Linked DNA regions of Mus musculus: regions 2 and 3 are each linked to region 1. A link is a contact called in public HiChIP or PLAC-seq and promoter capture Hi-C data. All regions are on one chromosome and are shown on one strand. Each heading gives the region's core, a stretch centred on a gene start, on an enhancer-like site or on the middle of the called end of the contact. The rest is flanking DNA. Distances are from core to core; before and after follow the strand shown.

Region 1 (2,700 bases), core at 48-2,547:
TTTAAGACTCTTTACTGTCGAGACACCTCCACTAGGGTACCCTCCGGGAAAGTCCAAGGCGTCCGAGTACCGGAGGAAGTAAGTGTGGCTTCTTTGGGGCAGTATCTTGTGGCCAGTTCTTAGTCGCGACCCAGAAGCCTGCCCCGAGGGTTGGGAACCCTTAAGAAACTTGGAGATTCATCCTGCGCACGCACAGTGCACCGAGTCCCCAAGAACCAGCTGCACCAAGTTCCAGAACGCTTACTCTGGGACTGAGGTGGCAGCACCCACCCAAGTACCCCTGGTCCGGGCACCCCGCGGGCGGAAGGCGGGGCCAGGGGTGGAGCGTCCTCTGGGCGGGGCCTCGGAGGGGCGGGACCTAGAGGTCTATAAAGAGTGAGGAGCTAGGCGCGCGCGCCCGGTCCGAGCGAGCGCGTCCTTGCTTCAAAGAGATAGTGACTCTCGCGCCTCCGGCTAGGCCTCCAGCCCTTCTCTACCCTACGTCTCATTCTCCGCAACGCAGTTCTCCGGCCCGCAAGCGCTCCAGGCTATCTGCCAGTCCCGGACCCCGGTACTGCGTCCCCATACCGCCCGCTCCAGGACCAATCCAAGCTCCGCAGGCCGCGCACCGCCATGGGGGTGGAGGGCTGCACCAAATGCATCAAATACCTGCTCTTCGTCTTCAATTTCGTCTTCTGGGTGAGCAGCCACTGGGGACAGGGCGCACCCCACGGTAGCCAGGCTGGGCAGCGCGCTAGGCCCTGCTGAGAAGGCGCAGCGCAACCGCGAAGTTGCGGCGCCACCTGTGGGCTCCGTGCGCCGATCGGGGTCCTGGCGCCCCTCGCCAGCGGGTTGAGGCCGAGGGCTGAGCTTCTGGGCCTCGGCTCGAGGGGCTTCTGGGGCCGGGAAATCAGGGGATCGCTGGCCTGTCCCCTCTGAGTGCTGGGAACTGGTGCAAGAGTCTGCGGGCTAGAGCCAGGTAATCAAGAGCCCTCAGCTATGAAGGGGGTACTCGCACCCTCCTGAATGTTGTTTTGGGGACCATCCTGCATCGCGAGCAGTGAGGGGGGTCGAGAAGGGCGGGATCTTGGCGCCCCGCCCCCATGAGCTCATCCTAGCCACCGCCCCTGGATAGGCGGCCTCGAAGTGGTGGGGGCACGCTCCGTACTTGCCTCGGAGACCTCAACCCCACTATTACTCCACCCTTGCTTACCCTCCAGCTTGGTATTGCCACCCTGGGGGCTCGAGCTCCAGGCCTAGAAGGCAGGGCAGCCCGGGCCGCGTGCTGCTGCGCACGGTGCCCCAGTTCTTGGCCACCCCCACCCCCATTCCCCCAGCTGCCCCTCCTCCTTGCCTGTCGTCTCCTGCACAGATTACAGCCCCGGCCTGACCCTTAGATCCTGAGAGGAAGAGGGTATGCAGTTCTGAGTTGGTGAAGGCCAGGGTGTTGCAAAGATCTGGGATCTGTACAAACCAGGAGCTTAGGATCTTTTCCTATATACAGGATCTAAGCTGGGCTCTCCACTTTGGAAAGAAGTGCACACCCATTTGGTCATCTTGGAAAGGAGACATGGGTATAAGAGGGTCTCCAAGTGTCCCTGGGTCCTGACTGTCTTCACTGCTGGGGAGTAGCCATTGGTGGTATGGGCTTCTTTCCATTTCCTAACTGGGTTGGGAATGGGGAGTCTTAACAGACCTGCCTGCGGGCACTTGAGTGAGCAGTGCTGGCCACTCCTCTGGACAGTGGTGCCACCCTCCCTGCTGCAGTGCACAGACTGCTGTTCCCACCACCCTCCTTCCCAGGAAGAAATGAGGTTATGCCAAGACAATGTTTCTCTAAAGTTGTTCCTGAGAGGGCAAACTTGTACAACGGCCCCTGGAGTGAGTGTGTTGGACAGGGGACACCTGTTTTCCATCGAGGACTGCTGAAGATCCCAGGGCGGGTCAGGGTGGGGTGGAGGGGAATAAGACGTTGGGGATGGGCAGGAACTGGGCTGAACTCAGCTGGGGCTATGTATGCTCACGCGGTGCTGCAGGGACCAAGATTGTCAGTCACGGTGACTCCAGAGAACACATTCTAGGGAGCAGCATGGGCGATGGGGTTAAACTTGCTCTGCCCGGGCATGCCTTGGGGTCTCGACTGGGTAGTCATGTTGGACAGTGCTTGCCTACTCTGAACCATGCAAGGAATTGAATGCACCCTCAAGAAGTGTGTTATCCACCCCACCCCACCCCCATTATTCTTCAGATGTGGGATGTCAGGATCCTGTAGGGTATTTCTTTCTTTCTTTTTTTTCTTTTTTTGCTCACCCACCTGATCCAAGCGCTAGACCCTCAGACTCCCTGGAGTGCTGAGGCTGGGTGAAGCTGCTCGTTTCCCAGGCAGCTGGGGTGGAGTCCCAACATGTCCCTGGGGTCTCTATTGAGGCTCCAGGAAACGGTTCTGAAGCCTCTCCCTGCTCCCAGGGACCTGCCTACTGACTGCAGAACAGTGAAAACTGTAGCCTTTCACAATCCCACAGACCTCTCCTCCCTACTCATGTTGGCCCCACAGTGGATAGGGATGTGGAGCAGAACCAGGCTACAACTGGTGGACACCACCCTGGCAGAGGGACTCCTTTTGTCCCTCGTGTGGCAAGGTTTGTACTGTGGCTGATAGTTCCCTGATATCATGAAATTGAACCTTTGGGGAGCCCCACCCCACCACTCTGGCCCTTAGTC
Region 2 (2,700 bases), core at 195-2,694, 600 kb after region 1:
CTAGAATTAAGGGCGTGCACTACCCGGCCCAGCTCATCCTCAGTCTTTCTTTGGAGTACCTTCATTTTGTGGCATTATTTGAGATGATCACCATTTTTTCTTTACAACAACCTTAAAACATCAACAACAAAAACAACCTAATATTGTCTAGATTGTTTCTGGGGATTTCTGGAGGACAAAATGCACCACTTTTCAGGCGGTGCCTGGGCAGGCATGGAGCCCCAGAGCCCTAATAGGGATGGGAAGAGATTTCAGGGTCAAGGGCCATCCCATGTGAAACCTGCCTGTGAAATATGTTCGAAGTCCCTCAAAGTGCTGGGAACTTTGAAGTCACCTCTGAGTTGCATATCCTCTGGCCCCTTGCCCAGGAGATTCCCAGGGAAGCTGGATGCCCTCTGGGTCCATTTCTGTGAAAGCTGCTCACCAGCAGCTAGCAAAGAATTACTATTAACCAGCTCCTAGGTGGTTTAAAGAAATGCTGATTACATGTAAGTGGTCTCTGACTGCTCAGATACTATCTTAGAACAATCTAAGGGTTATTTTGTTGTTGTTGTTGTTGTTATAACTAAAGATCTGAATGTGTTACAAAATGGATATCCTTACAGGTTATAAAACATAAACCTTTTTCTGCCTATTTTTGGGATGAAGACTCTTATGAGAGAAAATTGACATAAAATTAAGTTGGCTGTAACTAAAATGTCATTTACAGGATCGTCTAGGTTTTTTGTTTGGTTGTTTGGTTGGTTTTGAGACTCCTTATGTAGATCAGGCTGCCCACTAACTTAGGTTTAACTGCAGTTTATGATTAAAGAGACAAGAAGCGATCTCGGGACGAACTTAGCAGAGACCCGAAAGGCCCAGGAAAGGCATAGCCAGGCCTTCCACACAGATCCTTTTGTAGTAGTTAGTACTACACCCCAAGACCAGCCGGGCCGGACCCACCCAAGGCGCACAGTCGCGCGGGCCACTGCAGTCCGCAATGGCACTTTCCGGAGTCGCCTTCCGATGGACCGCTTTCTGATGAGAAAGGGAGGAGAGGCGTGTCCACCTTGTCCCGGAGCTCAGGGACCAACCGGACACACTTTCTCTGGCTACCCGCTTGGCCATTCCCCTGCCTCTGCTTCACCTCCTCAATCCCCCAACTCTGGACCACTTAAGAGCAGACGAAGTTCTGAAGTGTTGGTTGGCGATGCCCAGGCTGATGGCACAGCCCGCCATCAGTTCACCGCCGGCAGTAGCTTTCCTCTGCAGTCCGGGGATCCGGTGCCCAGAGCGAGTCTCAGCTCCGCAGGGCCATATCTACTCACCTGCAAGGGCAGATTCAGCAGCAGCAGCAGCAGCAGCAGCAGCAGCCGCCGCCAAAGGAACCAGCGACTCAGACTGGACACCAAGCTGCAGAAGAAGCCAAACATGGCCGAGTGCAAGCACGCCGCTGCTGCTCAGCTGGGAGGAGCTGCTGTGGTGGCCACGCCTCTCCTCAGCGGATTGGTTCCTGTATGGTTGCCTTATCTCGTGGGCGGGTCCAGCGCCACCACTCTTGCCTTCCCACCACAATCAGTGCTCAGTAATATCTAGTTTTCTATAAATAACGTAATTTTAAATGCCTATGACGTTATTAACAGAATCATATTTGTTATAAACAGCAAGTTAAAGTCGAATTCTCTGCCTTCGTTTGTTTTTCATTACGGTATACTGCTCTTTATTATAAGTTAATTAAAAATTTTCCTGGACCTGAGTGGAGGGAGAGGCATGAACTATTGTTGGAATCGTTATAAAAGTCAGACTGCAGCAGACTGTAAACCTTCTCAAAAGCAACAAACAAAAAGAGGAAGATAAGCTACAACACACACTGTCTTAGCTCAACACGGAGAAGTTTGAAGTAACTCTATCCCTGTAGCGTTCCTGTGAGTGTTCACTGGTCAATGGTCTGGAGCAGCAGCTGAAGGCTTCACTGTCAGGGTCTGAGGGGCTGTGTGGGACTCGCTGACTCTGAGGACCTCAAAATATCCAGGACTGGTAGGCACTCTTCCAGTTCTGGGGTTGGGGGGTGTGTGTCGGGGGAGGAGGGCTGTATGAACATCCCTGGACTGTGAGTCCCTCACCTCTTCTTCCTTTCACTGTGTTTAGCTCCACTGTGTGTGCCAATCCAAGCTCATGGGACACAGGACATTTAAGCCAAGTCTACTAGCCTAACACAGGAAGTAGAACGCTTATTTCTCTAGGGAACTTGGGTTGGTTCATCTGTTCCACCCGGCCCCTCCAGGTATTCGAAAAAGTGGCCCACTACCAGCCCCATCCATCTCCCTTCCAAATGCCACTTCCTCTTTAAAATGAGGGAGGACTCAGAGTCCTGGATTTCAATGGCTGCCCCAAAGAAGAGGAGCGTGACTTCAGGCACCTGGTACTCTTTAAATCATCTCTTGCCTCTCTCCCTAGGGCCAGGGAGTGGAGCCTGTGCCCATCTGCCCTCACCTAGGCTGGGGAGTGGGGGCGGCCAATTCCTTGGCCAGCCTGATCCTCTTCTATTTCTTGTCTTCCCTCAGGCTGGTGTCTGCTCAGGAGTAAACCAAATCAAAACACAAACAAGTGTTTAGAAAGTTTGGTTAGTTCAACACGCTGAACTGTCCCCCACCCTTGGGAAGCAGAGGGAAAGTAGAGGAAGGGAAGAGGAGAGGAGTGTGCACTTGTGGATGCTGTTGT
Region 3 (2,700 bases), core at 62-2,561, 690 kb before region 1:
GGCCATGCCTGGAATATGCTAAGAGCTCAACCATCACTTGATAGCTTATGGTTGTCTTGCTAAAGGTAAATGGGAGACTCAGGGGGGATAAAGAGTCAGGGTGGGGGAGATGAGGTAGCTAGTAGGTAGGCAGAAGAGAGCAGCGGGGCAGACTAACAGGTGAACACGGAGCAGAGGAAAGAGAAAGAAAAGACAATGTATGCTCCATGACCGGAAATGGGAATATGTGAGTAGATCTAGGTGTGACTGACATTTTTGAGGAAGCAGGCAGCTGGGTAGGACATGAATGGTGGAAGCTCAGGGCACGAACTGGCAGATTCATAGCAGAGATGAAGACCGCTCCTCCCATGATGCCTCACTCCTGTGTGAACAGCACCTGTGCATTTTAGACTGATTGGGTGAGAACAGTCCATGCAAGCATCGCCAGCCTCCTCTAGTTCCTTTTGCCCTGAAGCTCCATCAGGATAGAGTGTTGTCTGGGTCTCAGGCCTGGGAGCTCCTTGTCTGTAGATTCAATTGAGCTTCAGAGAAAATTATATCTGACAAAGTAGACTCTGTACTGAACAAGTGTGGGTTCCCCGCTTCCCTAAGTGATACGGTACAGTAGAACAATAACTGCCCTTCCTTTTAATGAGGTTTTATGTCATCTGGAGAGCATGTGAGCAAGTGTGTGGGATCTAAACAAACACTAGGCTGTTTTAAATAAGGACCTGGGCATCTGTGAGCTTGGGTGTCTGTAGAACCAATGCCCTGTGCATTCCAAAGGAATGTATAACTAGAAGCCATCCTCACCCACCTTTCAGGATCACTTGGAATCTTTTCCCACCTGGGTTCCCAGCCCCATCTCTCTGCATCCTTAGTCTGTCCCCCACATGGAAACTTCATCACATGAACCCACTCACAGTAGATGACAAAACCCTCACTGTGGAAAACAAAGCTATGTCTCAGGCAGGCATGTCTGGTCCCTTCTCCTGTTTCAACCACACAGGCTATGGAACTTTGTCCCTGGGCTTCTGCAAGGACTTTCCCCATCCTGTGACACACACTTCTTCAGACACACATATCTCTGGCCTGGACCACCTTGGGCTTACAGTCAATGCACTTACATGAACTTCTGACTGAGCCCACTTTGTATGGAACAGCAATCCCTGCAACTCTCCTCAGTTTTCACAGCTGACATTACCACCGACATTTCAATGAGTGTTGTGATGGTCTGAGTTCCCTGCCAGAGGGAAGGATCCTATGGGCAGGGACTGCGTGGCCTATGCCTCATCATCCACTGGGCAGTTATTTGCTGCATGTGAAGTGGGAAGTCCAGTGGGAAAGTGCTGGGGCATTCTGATGAGTCGATGACTAACTATGTGGTGAGCTAGACAGTTTAATGAGTGGCCATAATGGTGACATCATAGGAGGGAACAAAAGAGATGACGAGAAGGAGGAGGGCAGTCATAAGCTTCCAGGTAAAGAAAGATGGGGACTTGGGAGATTGCTCTTTTCATGTAAACTGTCCATGCCAAGCAATCATGAAGACCTGCATTTGATCTGAGGAACCCGTATTTAATGTCAACAACAAAAAGTCAGCAGGGTCTGGAGAAAAGTCTCAGAGGACTCTGGCTCAGTTCCCAGCATGTAAAGGGTGGTTCACAACCATCTGTAACTTCAGTTCCAGGGTACCTGACAGACAGCCTCTTTTGGACCTCCTTGGGCTCCAGGCATATGCATGGTGCACAACCATACACGTGAGCAAAATATGCACGCACATAAAACAAAATCAATAAATTTTAAAATATGCTTTTCAAAATTCAGGCCTAGCAGTGCACACCTATAATTTCAGCTCTAGGGAGACAGAGATAGGCAGATCTGTGGAGTTTGATGGCTACCCAGTCAAACTTAACTGTTGAACCCCTGGTACCAGAGTGAGAACTTATCTCACAAGACAAAGTGGAGTTCTGAGGAGATGGCTCAATGGATGATGGCATCTGTTGTCAAGCTGAACAACCTGAGTTCAGTCCCTGTGACCCACGTGGTGAACAGAGAGAATAAACTCCTGAAGGTTGTCCTCTGACCTCCACACAATACATGGCAATGAGTGTATCTTCAAGCACACACAAAAGTGTATATATTTGCCAGGCTTGGTGGTGCACGCCTTTAATCCCAGCACTCGAGAGGCAGAGGCAGGCAGATTTCTGAGTTTGAGGCCAGCCTGGTCTACAAAGTGTGTCCCAGGACAGCCAGAGTTATACAGAGAAACCCTGTCTCGAACCCCCCCCCCAAATGTGTATATATTTTCTATAAATTGGATGAATTCTAAGGCATGACCCTTGAGGTTGACTTCTGACCTTCATATTTGTGCTTGCTAACACACATGTGGATTGGCATGCATACAAATATGCACACACACACCACACACACACACTGTACATGAACATACACATCCAACACAAACACAGAAATGAAGCAAGATGGAGAAGCATGTGGACATAGGGCAAGTCCACAGAAAGAAGAGGATGAGGAAGGGATAAGATAGGGAAGAAAGTACATAGTAGGAGTGTGGGTGACCAAAGGATGGAAGAGGTAGATGGTCGGTGTGATGGTTGGTATATGCTTGGCCTAGAGAATGGCACTACTAGGAGGTGTGGCCTAGTTGGAGTGGATGTGTCACTGTGGGCATGGGCTTTAAGACCCTCCTCCTAGCTGCCT

What was found. Promoter capture Hi-C pulls out the DNA fragments that hold promoters and counts their contacts. HiChIP or PLAC-seq counts read pairs in DNA pulled down with a chosen protein or histone mark.
Region 2: a promoter capture Hi-C map of pre-B cells shows a contact between it and region 1, with 4 times the contacts expected there. The contact joins the promoter of Tnfrsf22 here to the promoter of R74862 in region 1. A contact is called at or near these places in 2 of 39 promoter capture datasets (pre-B cells and stem cell-derived epiblast-like cells).
Region 3: an HNF4G HiChIP or PLAC-seq map of pancreatic cancer cells shows a contact between it and region 1. The contact joins the enhancer-like site here to the promoter of R74862 in region 1. A contact is called at or near these places in 2 of 39 promoter capture datasets (erythroid cells and liver) and 1 of 115 datasets of contacts at active chromatin or transcription factors (pancreatic cancer cells).

What each region holds. Positions count from the first base shown.
Region 1 is chr7:143,052,389-143,055,088 of GRCm38.p6, forward strand. R74862 (expressed sequence R74862) reads right to left here and starts at 1,298. Exons shown (of 5, transcript NR_110354.1): 1 at 649-1,298. Cd81 (CD81 antigen) reads left to right here and starts at 362. Exons shown (of 8, transcript NM_133655.2): 1 at 362-678. The coding sequence starts at 613.
Region 2 is chr7:143,648,220-143,650,919 of GRCm38.p6, forward strand. It overlaps Tnfrsf22 (tumor necrosis factor receptor superfamily, member 22), which reads right to left and starts at 1,445. Exons shown (of 6, transcript NM_001311145.1): 1 at 1,308-1,445. The coding sequence starts at 1,412.
Region 3 is chr7:142,361,965-142,364,664 of GRCm38.p6, forward strand. All of the region lies in intron 2 of Ifitm10 (interferon induced transmembrane protein 10), which reads right to left. Among named protein-coding and RNA genes, the nearest start is that of Ifitm10, 10 kb to the right of the region's middle. Within about 2 kb of position 1,312, at least 46 of the 459 cell types and tissues checked have an H3K27ac peak or open chromatin away from gene starts, as enhancers often do. A contact at or near this core is called in pancreatic cancer cells, where this site is marked.